4 separate regions of the Sus scrofa genome follow, and regions 1, 2 and 4 are each linked to region 3. The links are chromatin contacts, called in public Hi-C maps. All regions are on one chromosome and are shown on one strand. Each heading gives the region's core, a stretch centred on a gene start, on an enhancer-like site or on the middle of the called end of the contact. The rest is flanking DNA. Distances are from core to core; before and after follow the strand shown. Region 1 has its middle 37 kb from the start of ETS2. Region 2 has its middle 110 kb from the start of ETS2. Region 3 has its middle 57 kb from the start of PSMG1. Region 4 holds the start of ETS2 (protein C-ets-2).

What was found. Hi-C and Micro-C count contacts between places; a contact is called where the count stands out from the background.
Region 1: a Hi-C map of liver shows a contact between it and region 3, with 6 times the contacts expected there. The contact joins two enhancer-like sites. A contact is called at or near these places in 1 of 47 Hi-C or Micro-C datasets (liver) and 2 of 2 datasets of contacts at active chromatin or transcription factors (alveolar macrophages and skeletal muscle).
Region 2: a Hi-C map of liver shows a contact between it and region 3, with 12 times the contacts expected there. The contact joins two enhancer-like sites. A contact is called at or near these places in 5 of 47 Hi-C or Micro-C datasets (alveolar macrophages, heart right ventricle, liver and 2 more) and 2 of 2 datasets of contacts at active chromatin or transcription factors (alveolar macrophages and skeletal muscle).
Region 4: a Hi-C map of mesenteric adipose tissue shows a contact between it and region 3, with 2.1 times the contacts expected there. The contact joins the promoter of ETS2 here to the enhancer-like site in region 3. A contact is called at or near these places in 1 of 5 promoter capture datasets (skeletal muscle), 11 of 47 Hi-C or Micro-C datasets (alveolar macrophages, blood, fetal heart ventricle and 8 more) and 2 of 2 datasets of contacts at active chromatin or transcription factors (alveolar macrophages and skeletal muscle).

The regions. Positions count from the first base shown.
Region 1 is chr13:202,499,732-202,503,740 of Sscrofa11.1, reverse strand. No RefSeq gene overlaps it. Among named protein-coding and RNA genes, the nearest start is that of ETS2, 37 kb to the right of the region's middle. Within about 2 kb of position 2,075, at least 13 of the 83 cell types and tissues checked have an H3K27ac peak or open chromatin away from gene starts, as enhancers often do. A contact at or near this core is called in liver, where this site is marked.
Region 2 is chr13:202,575,750-202,580,210 of Sscrofa11.1, reverse strand. No RefSeq gene overlaps it. Among named protein-coding and RNA genes, the nearest start is that of ETS2, 110 kb to the right of the region's middle. Within about 2 kb of position 3,195, at least 21 of the 83 cell types and tissues checked have an H3K27ac peak or open chromatin away from gene starts, as enhancers often do. A contact at or near this core is called in alveolar macrophages, liver and skeletal muscle, where this site is marked.
Region 3 is chr13:202,716,040-202,720,383 of Sscrofa11.1, reverse strand. No RefSeq gene overlaps it. Among named protein-coding and RNA genes, the nearest start is that of PSMG1, 57 kb to the left of the region's middle. Within about 2 kb of position 1,438, at least 29 of the 83 cell types and tissues checked have an H3K27ac peak or open chromatin away from gene starts, as enhancers often do. A contact at or near this core is called in alveolar macrophages, liver, mesenteric adipose tissue and 4 more, where this site is marked.
Region 4 is chr13:202,462,453-202,466,980 of Sscrofa11.1, reverse strand. It overlaps ETS2 (protein C-ets-2), which reads right to left and starts at 2,640. Exons shown (of 10, transcript XM_021070986.1): 1 at 2,413-2,640.

The DNA of each region.
Region 1 (4,009 bases), core at 826-3,325, 220 kb after region 3:
CTCTGGTTAGACCCCTAGCCTGGCAACATCCATATGCCATGTGTACAGCCCTAGAAAAGACAAAAAAAAAAAAAAAAGTAATAACAGTATGTAAAAGGATGGAAATACACTCACCATGAAAACAATAATCAAAATAAAGTAAGAGTGGCTCTATTAACATAAGAGAAAATAGACTTCAGAAGAAGAATTATTAATATGGACAAAGAAGAATATTTCATACTGATGGAGGTCAATCTGCCTTAAGAACTAATCTTTAATGTGGACAGATACAATAAATAAAGCAAAAACTAAGCACTAGGCAAATCAACAATTTTAGTTGTAAATTTTAGCATTCCTTTCTTAACAATTTATAAAACAAGTAAACAGAAACTCAGTAAGGATATTATTCACCAACTTGACCTGTCATAAAAATGTCTACTCACACTGCAAAATATCCATTCTTTTCAAATGTACATTGAACATAACCCAAGATAGTTCATGTGCTGGGTCACAGAATAAGCTTCAACAAATTTTAAAAGGATTGAAATCATTCAAAGTTTATGCTTTGCTTACCGAAACAATTTAATAAGAGGTCAGGGATCTGGCATTGCTGTGGCTATGGTGTAGGCCAGCAACTGTAGCTCCAATTTGACCCCTAGCCTGGGAACTTCCATATGCCAAAGTGCAGCCTTAAAAAGCAAAAGAAAAAAGAAAAACAAATCAGCAACAGAAGAATATCTGGAAAACCTTCAAATATTTGGAAATTAAACAGCATACTTCTAAAATAACCCAGGGGTCAAAGCAGAAACCACAAGAGAGATTAGGAATATTTGAACTAAATAAGAATTAAAATACAACATAGCAAAATTTGTAAGATATAGCTTTAAAAAATGAATTAAGGACTTCCTTTCGTGGCTCAGCCATTAACGAACCTGACTAGGATCTATAAGGATGTGGGTTCCATCCCTGTCCTCTCTCAGTGGGTTAAGGAGCTGTGGTGTAGATCACAGACAGGGCTTGGATCCCATGTTGCTGTGGCTGTGGGGTAGGCTCCAAGTCGACTCCTAGCCTGGGAACTTCATATGCCTCAGGTGTGGCCCTAAAAAGAAAAAAAAAAAAAAAAAGAGAATTAAGCTTCCATCTTAAAATGCAGGAGAAGGAAAAAAGAAAAATAAATACAAAAATAGGAAATAAACATAAAAGTAGAAATCAATGAAATAAAAAAACAATAAATAACCACATGAGCGAAAACCACGTCTCATCTTTGAAAAAAAAAATTACTCAGTGGAAATACAGTATTTCTGATGTTTTAAATGTTATTTTTAACAAGCAAGAAAAAACCCAAGCATGATTCTAATATGTAGAGAAAATTACGTGATACTTCGGTATGTATTCTTCCAGGAATTTTTTTCAATGCTTAAATTTATATTTTTTCCTAAAACAAATATTGAACATGTGCTTTGTAAACTATTTGTTTCACTTAAATGTATGTGATAACCAGATTTTTGTGCCATGAAATACACCTATTCTTACTTATTAATTTCATGAAAGAATTGAATTTAATAAATATTTATTCAAATTTCTTCTTACAGATTAAAAAAATAATGAAATTCATAAAACTTCAACTAGACTTACTCAGAAAAAAAAGAGAGAAGACACAAATTACCACTTCAGGAATGAAATGGAGGCATCACTACAGATACTATAGCTTTTAACATGATAATAGAAAATAAGAGCAATATGACTCCAACTACTTCGATAATGTAAATGAAATGATAAAGTATTTGTCCCACTATTACTTTGGTTGGATTTAAGATAGTCCTTATTTTTAAGATAAACATGCAGAAATATCTGCCATTTCAAATACTCAAATGGTTCCGCACAACTTTGACAACTGGCGAGTTGAACTTTTGAATCTAATTGGTGGCTGTGAGAATGTTCACCCTTTTCTTCTTTGGTCTTGTCTGCGTATTCGAACATGTTCGTAACACAAAGTTGGGAAAAAGAGATCAGGCATCAAAGCTTTCAGCAGAAAAGCTCTCACACCAGATTCTGCATTTGAAATCGGCCCATGGTAGGAAGGGCAGAGTTTTGCCCAGAGGGCGGTGTTGTGAACCTTCCCTCTGTGTCAGGAAGAAGCTTCTTGATGGGGATGCTGGTGGACCCTGGAACATTTTGCAAGAGGAACACGGAGAAAAGGACCTAAATCACTGGGCGACCAGTCTTGCCCTTTCCCCAGGAGCAAAAGCCAACAAAAATATGTAGTAGCTTAATCTAGAGGTCCAGCTACCAACAACAACCTTTAAAGAGCCTCGGGGGCAGTCAGCCATGGGCCTTGCTCTGTAAACAGAGGCCTGACATACTTGATCCCTCCCAGAGGTTGGAAAAAGAGGGCTTGGCTCACACAGACATGAAACTTAGCCTAATTGGATACTAATTACTCATAAGAGCCTTGTTTACCCAAACGTCCCGTAAACCAGTTTGGTATGAAATAAGAGCAGGCAGAAGGAAGCAGAATCACTGCTAGGAAAATGACACCAATAGGCTTATTCAATCCCGAAAGTCCTTTTTTTTTTTCCAGAAATGTGATTGCTAATTGCACAAGAATAAACAATACATGAGTTGATAAATGCCGTGTTAAGGGCTGAGAACAACTTTTCTCCATTCCAAAGGAGCTGTGTGTTTACAGTGAGTGAAACTGAAAGTCAGAATAGTTGGCCTTCCAGAGTCACAAGGGATGAGACAGGCAGAATTCCCCGTGTTTCCATCTTACCGCTTTACGAGGAGAGGATCTGTCAAGGAACCGGACTATCGCTTGGTTACCATTTTCGTCAAGTATAAGGAAGAGGCCTGGTGATGTGAGTTTCCTCTTGGCCTTGGGTCCTGGCTGATGTTTGGGCATCCAGCCACCCTCTCCATCTGGGCCCAAACCTGCGAGGGAGCCACGGGGAGGAACAGCATCAAGACTCTCTTGCGGGATGAAATTGAACCACTTTCTCCCCTTTTTCTCATGAGGACTTTGTTCAAGAAGTAGAGCATCTCTGTCATCGATGCTGTTATAGACACCAGGTGCAGTGAAAAGAAGGCAAAATAGATCACTACTTTTATGCAGCTCACTTTGTGATCGATGGCATAAAATCAAAAATACTTATTATTATTATTATTATTTTGGCTGCACTCACGGCATGCAGAAGTTCAGAAGTTCGCCAGCCAGGAATCGAACCCACACCACAGCAGCAACCTGAGCCATAGCCATGACAAGGCCAGGTCCTCAACCTGATGAGCCACCAGGGAACTCCCAAAATTATTTAAATAAGAAAAGAAAGATGTGAGGAAGGCTTTGGACTTAGAAACTGTGGGCTTTCATCCCAGTTTTGTAGCTTGCTTGCTGAATCATGAGACCTTTGCACCCCCCCACCCCCTTTAGACCTCAAGGTCTCATTCATTGGAGTGAAAACTTGACCAAATTCCCAGTAACAACCCTTCCAGCCTGACCTTTGTAAGGGAGATCTGAGTACGGCCCAGTGGAAAGAATGTGGGCTTTGGAGTAAAACACTTGTGTTGCTCACTTATTAAATCTCTGATTTTTTTTTTTTTTTTTTCTGTCCATACCCATGGCATGTGCAAATTCCCGGGCCAGGGATCATTGAAAGCCGAGCCACTGTTGTAACCAGAGCCACAGCAGTGACAACACCATATCCTTACCCTGCTCGCCACAAGGGAACTCCTTAAATCTCTGACCTTAAGTCATTTAACCTGTCTGAGTTTCAGTTTTCTTGCTGCAAAATGAGATGACGTGTGCTCACATGAGCTCCACCTCCGCTCCTGATACTCCCTCCTACCTGGCTGGTCCCCGCCAGGAGTTTACGTGTGCACAAGGTTTTGCAGTGTGAAGACAATGATAGTTTTGGTTGAAGTAACTAAGAAAGTGGGCAATGTCCCCCCCAGCCTCACTGTCAGCCGACGCCCAGCTCAAGAAGGTTCACCACCGAAAAGGCAGCTCACACCCCTCCCTCACTCTGACCGTCTT
Region 2 (4,461 bases), core at 1,946-4,445, 140 kb after region 3:
TTAGTGGGTTAAGGATCCGGCATTGCCATGAGCTGTGGTGTAGGTCGCAGAGGCAGCTCTGATCTGGCGTGGCTGTGGCTGTGGTGTAGGCCAGTGGCTACAGCTCTGAGTCGACCCCTAGCTTGGGAACCTCCCTGTGCTGTGGGTGTGGCACAAAAAAACAAAAGGAAAAAAAAAGAAAACAACCCAAAAAACTCAACATGTTTAGAATATTGACCAGACCTCACTGTCGCCTCAGCGGTCTCTGGGCGAAGCCTCTCGGAGCCAGTTTAGACCCTATGCAAATGCTGTGGATTAGAGTGATTACAGCCTGTAAAACACACAGCGCCAGCCAGTGACCAAAGTATTTTGAGAGCTGCCAGTTTGCTTAACGCCACTGAGTCTAAATAACATATTTTGGAAGAGGCGTTTGGGCAGACTTGAATTTCATTGGGAAAGAAACTGGAGTAATATGGTTTTCTTAAGGGATTAGTTGCTGCTGAGAAATGTGAAAGCCAGCATCCTGCCTTATGCTCACCTGGAGAGTCTCTGGGGAGGCAGGACCCCACAGGAACTTGCTCTTGCCCATGGCTGGCTTTGATTCACCCCATAGCTGCCGAGGTGACGTAAGGAGCTGTTGGTCACAGGGCTTCCTGGGCTGTCATCAGAAGCACTGTGTCAGATGCCTTGGTCCAAGTGCCTCCAACCTCTGGGTGGCCAGAGCGATGGCAGGGCCTCTCAGGACACAGCTGCCTCCAGTGTCCATCACCCCGGACCTTAGGGTGCTCTATTCTCTGCTCTTCAGGACCCTCGGCAGCCTCTTCTGCCCTGGGCATGTGACTCTAAATAGAAATGGAAGCCATCAGCTCTGTGCTCCATGCCCGCAGCCCCCTGAGGCCCCCACATGGGACTTTTCCCACCACTTTCTCCACAACCCTCAGCCTGAAGCCACCTGGACGCCAGTGCCCCACTGGTCACTCACATGACACCCCACTGCATGAGTGTCTTATTGCTGCTGGAACCAATTACCGCAAAGTTTTCGTGGCATGAAACAACACCCACTTCTTCCCTCCCAGTTCTGTAGGCAGAAGTCGAGGTATAGGAGTTCCCACTGTGGCTCAGTGGGTTAAGGACCTGATGTTGTCTCTACGAGGTTGTGATTTGATCCCTGGCCTCGCTCAGTGGGTTAAGGATCTGGTGTAGCCATGAGCTGCAGCGTAGGTTGCAGATGTGGCTTGGGTCCAGCATTGCATGGTTGTGGCATAGGCTGGGGCTTCCGCTCTGATTCGATCCCTAGTCCCAGAACTTCCATGTGCCACAGGTGGGTGTGGCTGTAAAAAGAGAAAAAGGAGTGGAGGTACAGTGTGATTCCACTGGTCTGTCCAAGGACCCACAAGCCCCAAATCAAGGTCCTGGAAGAGCTATGTTCCCTTTTGGAAACCGGACCCGTGTCCTAGGGCTGCTGGGACAAAGGACCACAAACTAAGTGGCTTCAAACACAGAAATTGACATTCTCACAGTTCTGGAGGCCAGAGGGTGAGATAAAGTGTCACCGAGTGATGCTCCCTCTGAAGGTTCTAGGGAGAACCCTTCCTGCCTCCTTTGGCTTTTTGTGGCTCCAGGGGTCCCTTGGCTTGTGGCCGCATCACTCCAGTCTCTGCCTTCATCTCTGTCTTCTTCTGTCTCTTACAAGGATGCTTGTTGTTGGATTTAGGGCCCACCCCAGACCTGAGGTGACTGCACTTGGATGTCATGAACTGAATCATGTCTGCAAATGCCCTTTTCCAAAGAAGGTCATGTTTCCAAGGTCAAGGATGAGGATGGAGACGTAGCTTAGGGGAGGGGGACCATTCACTCCAGCCACACCAGCTGCCGGGCTTGTGGCAGCGCTGGTTAACATCCCCTCCTCCCCCCACCTCACGGCAACTCAGAGCATCCCAGGTGCTCTCCTAGGTTTTACTGGGCAAACTTCTCGCCCTCATTTTCACATGAGTCACGCCTGAAAGTCCTTCAGCTCAGAAGAACAGCATTTTCAGAAACACGATATCAAATTGTATTCTGTTAATTGGAAAACGGTTCAAGGAATAGGTGCAAAACCCAGGTTAATCATCGCCCAGGTTAACTGAGGTAGCACCTGCTGGGATATTTGCTTTGGACGGCTTTGCATTTGAGGTTGGAGCTTAATTGCCTCTTCATTTCAGAGGATCAATACGTTACTTGTTTAAAAGAAATACTTGCACAACAAGGTCCTTCTGGATAGCACAGAGAACTATATCCAATAACCTAGGATAAATCATAATGGAAAAGAATATATAAATATTCTTATATAAAAAATATATAATATATACAATAAATATATGACTATATATAAAATTCATGTATATATGAATGACTTTACTGTACAACAGAAATTAACACCACATTGTAAATCAACCATACTGCAATTTAAAAAAAGAAAAAAAAATACTTGCAAGTCCTGGGAATAAGGAGGGAAACTTTTCTCCATGTTGAACTGCTCTATTTTCTCTTTTATTTTATTATTTTACATTTTTAGAAATTAAAGTATGGTTGATTTACAATGTCATGCCAGTTTCTGCTCTGTAGCATAGTGACTCAGCCATACTCTTCTTTTTCTCATATTATCTTCCATCATGTTCTATCCTAAGAGACTGGATAGAGTTCCCCATGCAGTACAGCAGGACCTCATGGCTTATCCATTCTAAATGGAATAGTTTGCATCTACTAACCCCAAACTCTCTGTCCAGCCCACTCTCTCCCCCCTGCGCCTTGGCAACCACAAGTCTGTTCTCCGTGGCTGTGGGTTTGTCTCTGTTTTGTAGATAAGTTTCTTTCTGCCATATATTAGATTCCATGTATAAGTGATATCATATGGTATTTGTCTTTCTCTTTCTGACTTACTTCACTTAGTCTGAGGCTCTCTAGTTGCATCCAGGTTGCTGCCAATGTTATTAATTAATAAGCCCTGCATGATAAAACCCCAAAGACCTTGAAACTTAGCTTTTACTCATTTCTAATCATGATCTCAAAAAACAGCCCATCTTTAGCACAAACGGGAATCAGTTTACATGTTGTGGTCCGGGCTCATCCCTCTTCCAGGGTCAGCCGGTTCAGGGTGGCCTCAGGGCAGAGGCAAACGTGTGACCCACGGCCCCTGCTTTCAGCTCGTTGACTCCTGCATCCAAGTGTTCTTTCCTGTTAGTAAACAGAGATCGTGACCTCATCGCGGCTGCCGGGAATCACATGGCCACCGACCGCTCTGGGCGCCTGTCAGCACGGGTCACAGACACAGATGGGGACTCTGCCACCCCCGGGAGACTTCCTGCTGAGACTCCCAGGTCTGGACATGGTCCAGGGCTGAGGGGGAGGAGGCAGGGTCTGCAGGGGTCACTGCGGTCTCTCTGCCCATCATATATCACACCCCTACCCACACCCAGCGCGACCCCACTCCCCTCTCCACCCCCTTGTGCCCCCGCCATCCTGCCACTCTCCTCTCTGGTCCCCCAGCTGCCCGCTCCCCTCAGCCAGCTCTGCACCGAGGGAGCCTGGAGGGAAGCAAGTCCTTGCTTCCTTCCCACAAAGCAGTGGCTCCACATCACTCATGGATGAGCTGGCCTCTTGCTCCCTCTACCTGAAGGGACCCCTCTTCCTGGACAACCCCTGGCTCCTCTGCACCTCATTAAGCTCTTTGCTCTAAGGCCACCTTCGTCCCCCACCCCCCAGTTGCAGCCCCTACCCCAACCCCTTCTCCCCAGCACTGGTTTTTTCGAAGTATAGTTGATTCACGATGTTGGGTTAGTTTCTGGTGTGCAGCAAAGCGATTGGGTTTTATATATGCCTCTGTGTGTGTATATATATATATACTTCGTCATTACAGGTTATTATGAGATATCGAGTATAGCTCCCTGAGCTACGCAGTAGGTTCTCATCAGTTCTCTGTCATATATAGAGTAGTATGTATCTGTTCATCCCAAACTTCCAAGTATCCTCCCCTTTTCCCCCTCTGGTAACCGTAAGCTTGGTTTTCTATGTGGGTCTATTTCTGTTTTATAAATAACTTCATCGGTATTATTTTTTAGATTCCACATATAGGTGGTCTCTTATGATATTTGACTTCCTCTGACTTATTTCACGTAGTGTGATACTGTCTCGGTCCATCCGTGTCGCTGCGAATGGCGTATTTCATTCTATGTGACGACCGAGTAATATTCCATTGTGCATATGTGCCACATCTTTATCCAGTCCTCTGTCAATGGACACTTCGATTGCTTCCATGTCTTGGCTACTGTGAACAGTCCCAGCTTGCTTTATCTCAGAGCGCACCACCAGGTGATAGGGTTTTCTTAGCATGTGCCTCCCTGACCCCCATTGGATGGAAGCTCTAAGGTCAGAGTGAGTTTGGGGCTTTGCTTTCTTTGGAAGCAGAGAAGCAAAGCCCCAAACTCATTTCCCTAGTGCCCACAG
Region 3 (4,344 bases), core at 189-2,688:
GTCACCCTATACACAGAGGGGCGGTCACTTTGTCCTGATGAACTCATCAGGGGACACGTCCTGCCGGGGAGGGTGATCCCCTCATTGGGCTGTCAATCGCCAGGTGACCAAGGAACAGGGCTCTTTACAGGCGGTAGCAACCGTCGCCCCCCGCGCTGTAAAGGGGAAGCCGTGTCACACACCTTCTGGCTCCTCAGCCGAAAGCCAATGTTCCTTGGCTCTGGCTGCGATGGGGCGTTTCACGATTTTTGAGTCTAATTTAGGAACTTTATGACGATCAATTAATCTTTCTTTAAAAAAAAGATCCAGTTCATGCAATGGTGACTTTTTTCCCTGAGAAAATGGAGAGGAAGCTTGAAAGTGATTGAAAGGATTTAAAAAAGATGGGACGATTTTTCTCTAAGGAAGCTTTCTTATGTATTGAATGGCTAAAGGGAAGCTATCTGTTGCCATAGGGATGTCTTGGGGGTGGGGGTGGGGGTTGGTGAAGACAGCGTGTCAAGGCAGCCGTGAAATGTCCACCAAGATCCTGCAGTGCGGCTCCTTTTCTGCCCTCTGTCTCTTGTGGCCGCCCCTGGGTAAGCAAGGAGTGAATGACTCCAAGTGTTTGGTGGTGTTGCTGAAGGAGTTCAGAGCTGGGCTCTCCCTCAGGGTTCATGGCACTTATATCTGATTTGTTAGATGTGAGTTTCCTTGGGACAGAGATGGGAGGCTTTGGGGGCCGAGGCCACATTTCCTCTTAGGATGACTTTTGACCCTGTCCTTTTCCTGGGGGTCACTGACACAATACCTCCCTAGCTTGCCCCGGGTCAGTTTACTCCACGAATAATTAAGCAGGGCTTGCTATTGGCAAACCCAAGCCCAATTTGGGGCTGACATGTGCTGTTGGCTTCTGATCAATGACTCTGGCTCCCCCCCACCACCTCCCAGGATTTTCTGGATTTCTGAAACTTTGCTTGGGAACAGTACCGTGGGGCTGTGATAACACGGCTTTAGAATCGAGCTCTCTAGAATCTGCATGCCAAATGGATCTAAAAATCAGATGCCATGTTCTGCTCGGTGCTGGCCTCCATCTGCCCTTCCCTCTGAAGCTCTCTTTTCACCCGTGGGGTTGAGCTGGACCCCAGTCTGTCATCCTGTCTCTTTTGATCTTCCTCGCAGGTTTAAGACGGAGACAGGTTTTGTACCGAGCCTCATTTTCACTTTGCAAAGAGGTGTGCTGGGAAGTCGATGGCAGCGTGATGTCAGGGACACTTTAATTCCTGGGCCCTGGCTTAGGTGAACGGGGAAAGTCTCCAGATGTTTCTCTATTGGATTTTCACCACAGGGACGCGGAGGCCTCCCCTGTGCGTGCTTAGCACGGACACTGTAATTAGGAGGAGAGATTGGCAGGGGTCACTGACAGCTCTGCTCCCGGGCGTAATGACCAGCTGGCCCCAGTGGTACAGAAGCGCTGACACTTCTGCTTCTGATGGAAACCAGATGCCCACAGGACCCGTGTAATTGCAGAAAGCCTGGTTAGCAGGCTGGGGCTCTGCCAAAGAAGGCACACGGGGGCAAGGCAGGCTTTGTTGTCCTCTTGTCTTTAAATGAACCCTCTCCTCAGAGCTTTGAAATCCTGACCTAGACCTTCGGTGGGTTATTCAAGGAATCGGGCCAGCCATTTCTGCTTTTCCTTACTCAGGAGGGGACAGGCTGGCTGAGTAAGAGGTTACGTTTACTTTTGCTTTTGGAACGAGTGCTTCGTGACTTTGCGACACGGGTCCTATGTGGACTTGGGGACGCCCTCAAGGGTCGTGTCTTACTGGACTGGAGGGGGTCCAGCCCACGGGGGGCCCAGGACACTTTAGCAAGAAAGGAAAATTGCAAGCTCATGTTTATTGCTCAACCTGGGACGCTTACCAGTCTTGTTTGATCTCCCTCAAAGTTGACTTCCACTTCCTTTGCTGGACTGTTTTTCTCACTTCCCTAAGATCTTGTTAAGGCCACGGGAAAAGGAACACATTGTTTCTTTGCCAGAGGTCATCTTTTGCAGAAGCACATTTGGCTTTCAAAGGCCCTGCGGTTCCTGGCCTCGATGAAGAAATGCGCTGAGCTGGTGAACTTTTGAGGCGAATGATCCAGAAAACGTAGAGAGGGGCCTTGGGAGGCAGGACAGGCCTGCACATATTGAGGCAGGAAGGCCACAGGTGGTGCGGGGCAGGGGCGGGGGAGATGCTGAAATCAGGAGAGGTTCCAGCCGCCTTGATGTTGACCATGAAGGCGGGAGGGGAGGGAGCCCAGGCCTCCCTCTGCAGACTGGACCAAGTGACCCGCGACAGTGGGTCTTCTTTCTTTTCGGGGTCTGGTCATCTCAGGGCCCAAGTCTTGACCTGACTTTTAAGAACCTCCCTTTCGGAGTTCCTGCTGTGGTGCAATGGGATTGGCAGTGTCTCTGCAGCACCAGGATGCAGGTTTGATCCCAGGCCTAGCACAGTGGGTTAAAGGATCACACATTGCCACAGCTGTGGCGTAGGTCTCAACTGTGGCTCGGATCAGATCCCTGGCCTGGGAACTCCATAAGCCATGGGGCAGCCAAAAAAGAAAAAACATCCCTTTCACAGCCCAGGGGCCTGTGGGGGTGGGGTGGGGGTGGAAACAGCTCCATGGTTTGTATGTGTGGTTCAAGACTTTGCAGGATCCTGTTGCCTGTCTTGTGTAGCCCCCATGGATCTGCCTCAATGTCTGGGTCACCTTCTTTCTGCGGTTCCTGTGCTCCATCTAAGGGGGCACCTGGTGTGTTCTGGACCCTCCTGGTCTCTGCAGCCAGCCTTTCATTGTCTGGGTGCCCTGGCTACCATCCACGCCCAGCAGTGCTATCCATGTTCACCAGGGACAGTCCAAAGGTGAGTTCTGTGACCCCCCTCTGTGGGACCGTAGTGCAGTTCCCTAGCTGCCAGCAGGGGAGCATGGCCCCCCTTCTCAGAAACCACTTTCCAGCCAGCCTTGATCCACCCGGTGTCTAGGTGTTGCCCAGCCGTCCACAGACTGACATAGTTTTCTTCTTACCTTCACCTCTTTGTACTTGGTCCAAACACGTTCAAACAACACATATTTCATACATGGCAGCTGGAGGAACAAATGGGTTGTGTGGTGGGATTCTCTTCCAGACTTTTAAGAAACCAAAAGAGAGTTTGCCTTCAAAAAAGAATATGGGAAGGCTGTGCCCCCCAAAATGTCTAGGAGTTTTGGCTCTCATATCAGAAATAGCAGGTGATGCATATTCTGCCTGGAATGATGAAGTTTTGGTTGAGAATTTTGAATTTAAGGAAGCCTAAGATAAAAGATTTCACTCCATCCAACCATCCATCTATCCATCAATCCATCCATCCATGCATCAGTTCTTCTGACCATCCATCCATCCATCTATCCATTCATCTATCCATCCATCCATCCATCCATTCACCCATCCATCAGTTCTTCTGAAAATCCATCCATCCATCCATCTATCCACTTATCCATCCATCCATCCATCCATCCAACCACCCATTCATCCATCCATCCATCCACTCATCTATCCATCCATCCATCCATCCATCCATCCATCCATCCATCCACCCATCCATCCATCCACTTATCCATCCATCCATCCATCCATCAGTTCTTCTGACTCTATCCATCCACCCATCCATCCATCCAACCACCCATTCATCCATCCATCCATCCACTCATCTATCCATCCATCCATCCACTTATCCATCCATCCATCCATCCATCCATCCATCCATCCATCCATCCACTCATCTATCCATCCATCCATCCATCCATCCACTTATCCATCCATCCATCCATCCATCCATCCATCCATCAGTTCTTCTGACTCTATCCATCCACCCATCCATCCATCCATCCACTTATCCATCCATCCATCCATCCATCAGTTCTTCTGACTCTATCCATCCACCCATCCATCCATCTAACCACCCATTCATTTATCCATCCATCCATCTATCCACTTATCCATCCATCCATCCATCTATCCACTTATCCATCCATCCATCCACCCACCCATCCCTTTATTCTTGTACTTATTTTCATTCATTTCCCACAAATACTGATGAGAGTATGAAGACAAATTTCAAGGCTTGAGAAGCATCTAGATTTTTTTCTTAGAGATTTCCATGGCTATATGATTATCATCAGGAAAAAATGTAAGCCAATATTTGAAAGCAGGGGAATGGATACATGTCCATTGATGAGATGTTGCACAGCCATAAAAGTGATGGTTGCCAAGGGCAGGCAACAATATGGAAGATGGTGTGATATGATGGGAAGTGAAAAAGTACATGTAGCATTTGCAATAAA
Region 4 (4,528 bases), core at 1,391-3,890, 250 kb after region 3:
TTGGGAGGAGGGATGGTCCTGGATCAAAAGGGATCAGGTTTGCTTAGAATCTCCCCTTGATGGATCGGACGGTGTCCTCCACAGGCCCTTAAGATCAGTACTCACTACGGATGATCGCTGCCCTGGCTAAGGGCTCAGCCTGAGCTGGACGATCCCACCAGCCCAGCTGGCTGAAAGGCCTGAGCCCTGAGAGGTAGATGTAACCTCTCACCGCGAGGCAACAAAGATCCAGAGACCTCAGGTGCCTGGCGCAGGAGGACGCAGCGACAGCAGGGGCATCGAAGGGGCACTGCGCAGACCCAGTCCCAGGCCGGTGATGGCCTTCCCTCCTTCGCTCCTCCAGGAGCCCAATTAACCCGAGGGATGCGGCCGGGGCCCTTCTCCCAGCTCATCAAAAAAAAAAAAAAGCAGCGATGGCACCCAAGTCTCATTAGACAAGGTTCCTGCTCGTGAGACTTTACTACCTGAAATGCTCCTTAAGGTTCATGGAACTTTCTGCCATTTATCTGGGTCGACTACGTCCTGTCACCTGCTGATGACATTCACAAGCTTCAAACAGGAGCCGAATGAAAGGATGTGGACAGTTATCCATCTTCTTCGTCCAGTTTTATCCCACACTTCAGCTTCGCAGAGAATGGACGTGGAGGGCAATGGACTAAGCCTCGCCTGGTTTTTGTGTACAAACACCAGGAGGAAAGGCAGTCTACCCCTCCCACACAGAGAGCTGTAATTACTAGCTACAGAATAGAATTCTTTTGTTGTCCAGCTTTTAATTTGTTTTGTAAAAACCATGTAGAATCAAAGCGCGCTACCAATGGTTTCTGGCAGACACATAACTAATCAAATTTAAGTTCCCGTCTTTGACTCCACGAGGCCAGTCAAGGTGGCAGACAGGCCAAGTTTCTCCACATCCTAAGTCAATTTCACATTTAGGTCTTTTGGGGGGGGGGTGCCCTCCTGATTGTTGCCTTTGAACTACAACAACACAAACGGGAAATGGCAGCCACGAAAGGGCTGAGAAGGATAACATTTTTAAACAAGCAAAACTTGCCGGCCAACGGTACCCTCGGGGGACAAGTGATTCCTTCTGCGAGATTAGAACACGGGTTTGTATTTCGGTAAATTTGAGGAGAAAAGAAAAGAAAAAGAAAACCTCAAAACGCACTTTCGAAGATTGATTTGCTTTTTCCTTTGAAGGTTATCAATTTATAGAGTCAGGAATGACTAATTCCCGAAATGAGTGTTCAGCTATTTTCCTGCAGGACCCAGAGCGCTAACATTTATTGTACTGTGATATTATTCAGAATTTTAATAAACCTTAACTGGGAGATTTCTCTCTCTGATCGGCGGTGGTGTGGGCAGGCACAGGGCGCACAGGCGCTTCCACTGTGCGGAACAAACATCATCTCTCAGTGGTAAATTAAAATAAATTACCTCTCAATCCAAAGGGGGGACTGGCTCACTTCTTTACTTTCTAAATAAGTCGCACGTCAACTACTATTTTAGGATACCCTATAATTGAATACAGGATAATATAAAAAAATCTCTTGTGCTTTAAAAAACACACACGCACAATCGCTGTTACCTCTTCATCTAAAATGCTGTAAGAACCGGGAAAGGCAGCTTGGCGCACCTACATCCCCACTTCCGACTGGCTCCCCAGGTTCGCCTAGCAGGACCGAGGGCCCGAGATATAGAGGACCTGGGGCGCCCACGGGGGTCTCGCTCGAGCGCCAGGACCCTCCCGGCGCCTCCCTCGCCCGCCGCCCCGGCCGGGCCCTGGACGTGGCGGAGCAGGTGACCGGGGGGTTGGGATCCGCCTGTTTTCGGGGATCCGTAGCTTCCAAGGTGTTTCATGCGCCCCTAGACCCCGATCTGCCCGGGCCCGGCGCCCTCCAGTAAGTCACCCACAAACCCGGGCGCGCCGGGGCCCCTCCGACACCCTCTCCGGCGTCCCCCAGCCCCTTCGCGATATCAGGTCTCCCAGGCGCCCACTGGCAAGGGCCCCCCACCACGCCCGCGTTTCCTTTTAAGACAAAAGCAAGTGAAACAAGTCGGCGCGCCCCGCCCGCCCCAGCCGGCTCGGCGACCCCAGAACCGCGGCCCAAGTTCGCAGCCGGCTCCGCGCGTCATCGCCGGGCCCACTCCGCGCCCCACTTGCCGCCCCCAAAGCCACTGGGCCATCCATACCACGAGCTGAGCGGATCGGATCTCAGAAGCGCGACCCCTGGATCCTAGGAATAGCCGCCACCCCTCCGGGACCCCGGCTGCGCCCTGGGATCCGGCTCTCCGCGCCACCCACGTCCTCCACGCCGTTTCTGGATCCCTCGGCAGAGGAACCGGGGCCCGGAGGGCGCTCCCCGCCGGACCTGCCGGACCCTGGCCGCCCACCCGGCCCGACCCTGCTCTTACCGCGCCGCTTCGGGCAGGGCGGCCGGCGACTCGGGGCCCGGACTCCTCGGTGCGCGCCGGGGAGGGCGCGGGCGGCGGGGCCGGGACGCGGGGAGGGCGCTCGGCAGGCCTGAGCCGGCAGGGAGCGGCGGGCGGCGGGCTCCGGGAGCTCAGGGCTGGGGCGATACCGCGCTCCGCGCCGCCGCTGGAGGAAGTAACTGGCCGGTCCCCTTCGCTGCGCGCTCTTCAGGAGCCGGGGGAGGACGGAGGAGGGAGGGGAGGCGACCGCGGGGAGGGGAGGAGGGGGGCGGGGGAGGGGAAAGGCGAGAGGGGAGGGGAGAGGGGAGGAGATCGGGAGGGGAGGGGTGGGGGTGGAGAAGGGAGCAAAGTCGCGAGAGGGCGGGAGCAGGGGAGGGGGGAAGCCGAGGGGAGGGGAGCGGAGTGGAGGCGGGGGGAGGAGAAGAGCAGGGGGCGGAGCCAGTCCTTCCAAGCCCGGCCTCGCTCGGCGCCCGCTGTCACTGGGCTCTGTCCCTTGCCTGCGGTTCGGGGGGCCGTGGTGGGCCGGGGACCCCGAGGACTCGAGCCCTGTGTGTGTCCCGGGAGCTCAGAAGGAGAGTCTTTCTTTGGTTTCTTCCGCTGGTGCGGAGACTTTAACACCAAAACCTGTCCTGGCAGGACTGGAGCAGTGCTGGTGCCACCGAGCGGCCACAGGGCTTGGGTCATAAGGGACTATTTCTGGCCCAATTCTTGGACCTCTTCGTGGACTTCTGACTCTTCTGTCCTGAAAAGACACTAAAAGACATGATAGACGTACAAGGTGGGCCCTTTTCTGGGTCACAGAGCGCCCCTCTGCTCCGGGAAGCCCTGTTCCTACCGCCTCCGAGGAAGTGGCGCCCCCTAGAGTTGAGCGGTGTCTTAGTAGGAACCAGCCTTTGAAAGAGCTTCCCTGGGCTCATTCTCAGGATAATTGTCCTCACATTAAACATGAGGGAATGGGCCCTTTGGGTAAATAACTTGCCGAGTCATAGGACGTGTGAGTGGGAAATTCAGGGTTGAAACTCCAGGCTATCTGACTTCCAACTATGGTCAAAACCGTCACCCTTCCCCCCCAGAGTTTCCATTTTTAGCAGGAGATACTTGAGTCCATGGCTAGAAATGCACACATTTCCTATTCAGATTCCGGTCACATTCTCAGTATTTATTTATCTATTTATTTATTTGTCTTTTCTCTCTTTTTCACGGCACCGGCGGCATATGGAGATTCCCAGGCTAGGGGTCCAATCGGAGCTGTAGCTGCCAGCCTATGCCAGGGCCACAGCAACACTGGATCCGAGCCGTGTCTATGACCTACACCACAGCTCAGGGCAATGCCGGATCCTCAACCCACTGATCGAGGTCAGGGATGGAACCTGCGCCCTCATGGATGCCAGTCAGGTTCGTTAACTGCTGAGCCACGACGGGAACTCCTTGGAGAAATATTTAGATGCCCAGGGGTGGATAGAAAATACAATAGCTCAGCTTAGGCAAGGCCAGGGACTGCAGTGCTGTGAAGGGAGAGAGGAGCAGCCTCCCTTCTCTGTTACCAAGGTTCCCGGTTTCCATGGCAACCCTAACTCCGGAGTCATCTGGATAATTGAGATACTATTGTGCCTTAATGTTTCCAGGTACCTGAGGGTCTCCAGGTATCATCATTACGTGGGTGAGACAGGGTCTGTGGAGGCTCAAAAAACCCGGTGCTGAGAGGGTTTGTATTTACAGCAGGTTGAATTGATTCTGATGGTCTCTCTGTGTATATTCAGGCCTGGATCAGAAACCACTGATAGGTCAAGAAGGAGGTTCATAAATGGAATACAGATCCATAGTAAGTTACCATGGAGATGCAAAGAGTATGCTACTTTTTTTTTTTTTTTTTAATGGTAGCAGAAAATACTGACTCATCTGGGCTGCAGTTTCAGCTAATAGAGGGTCTTTTCCCCCAGGCTACTCATGCAGCCCTTGAGAGCCGCTTAGGAGCTTGTTGCAGACAGCCATTGGGTCAAGTTCAGTTGCCTAGAGTGGGGCTGGCTGCCTTGTCCATAGCACCTGCCCCCATACCCATGTGTGTCCAGTGCTCAGAGTTCGGGGCCCCTGAGTCCCT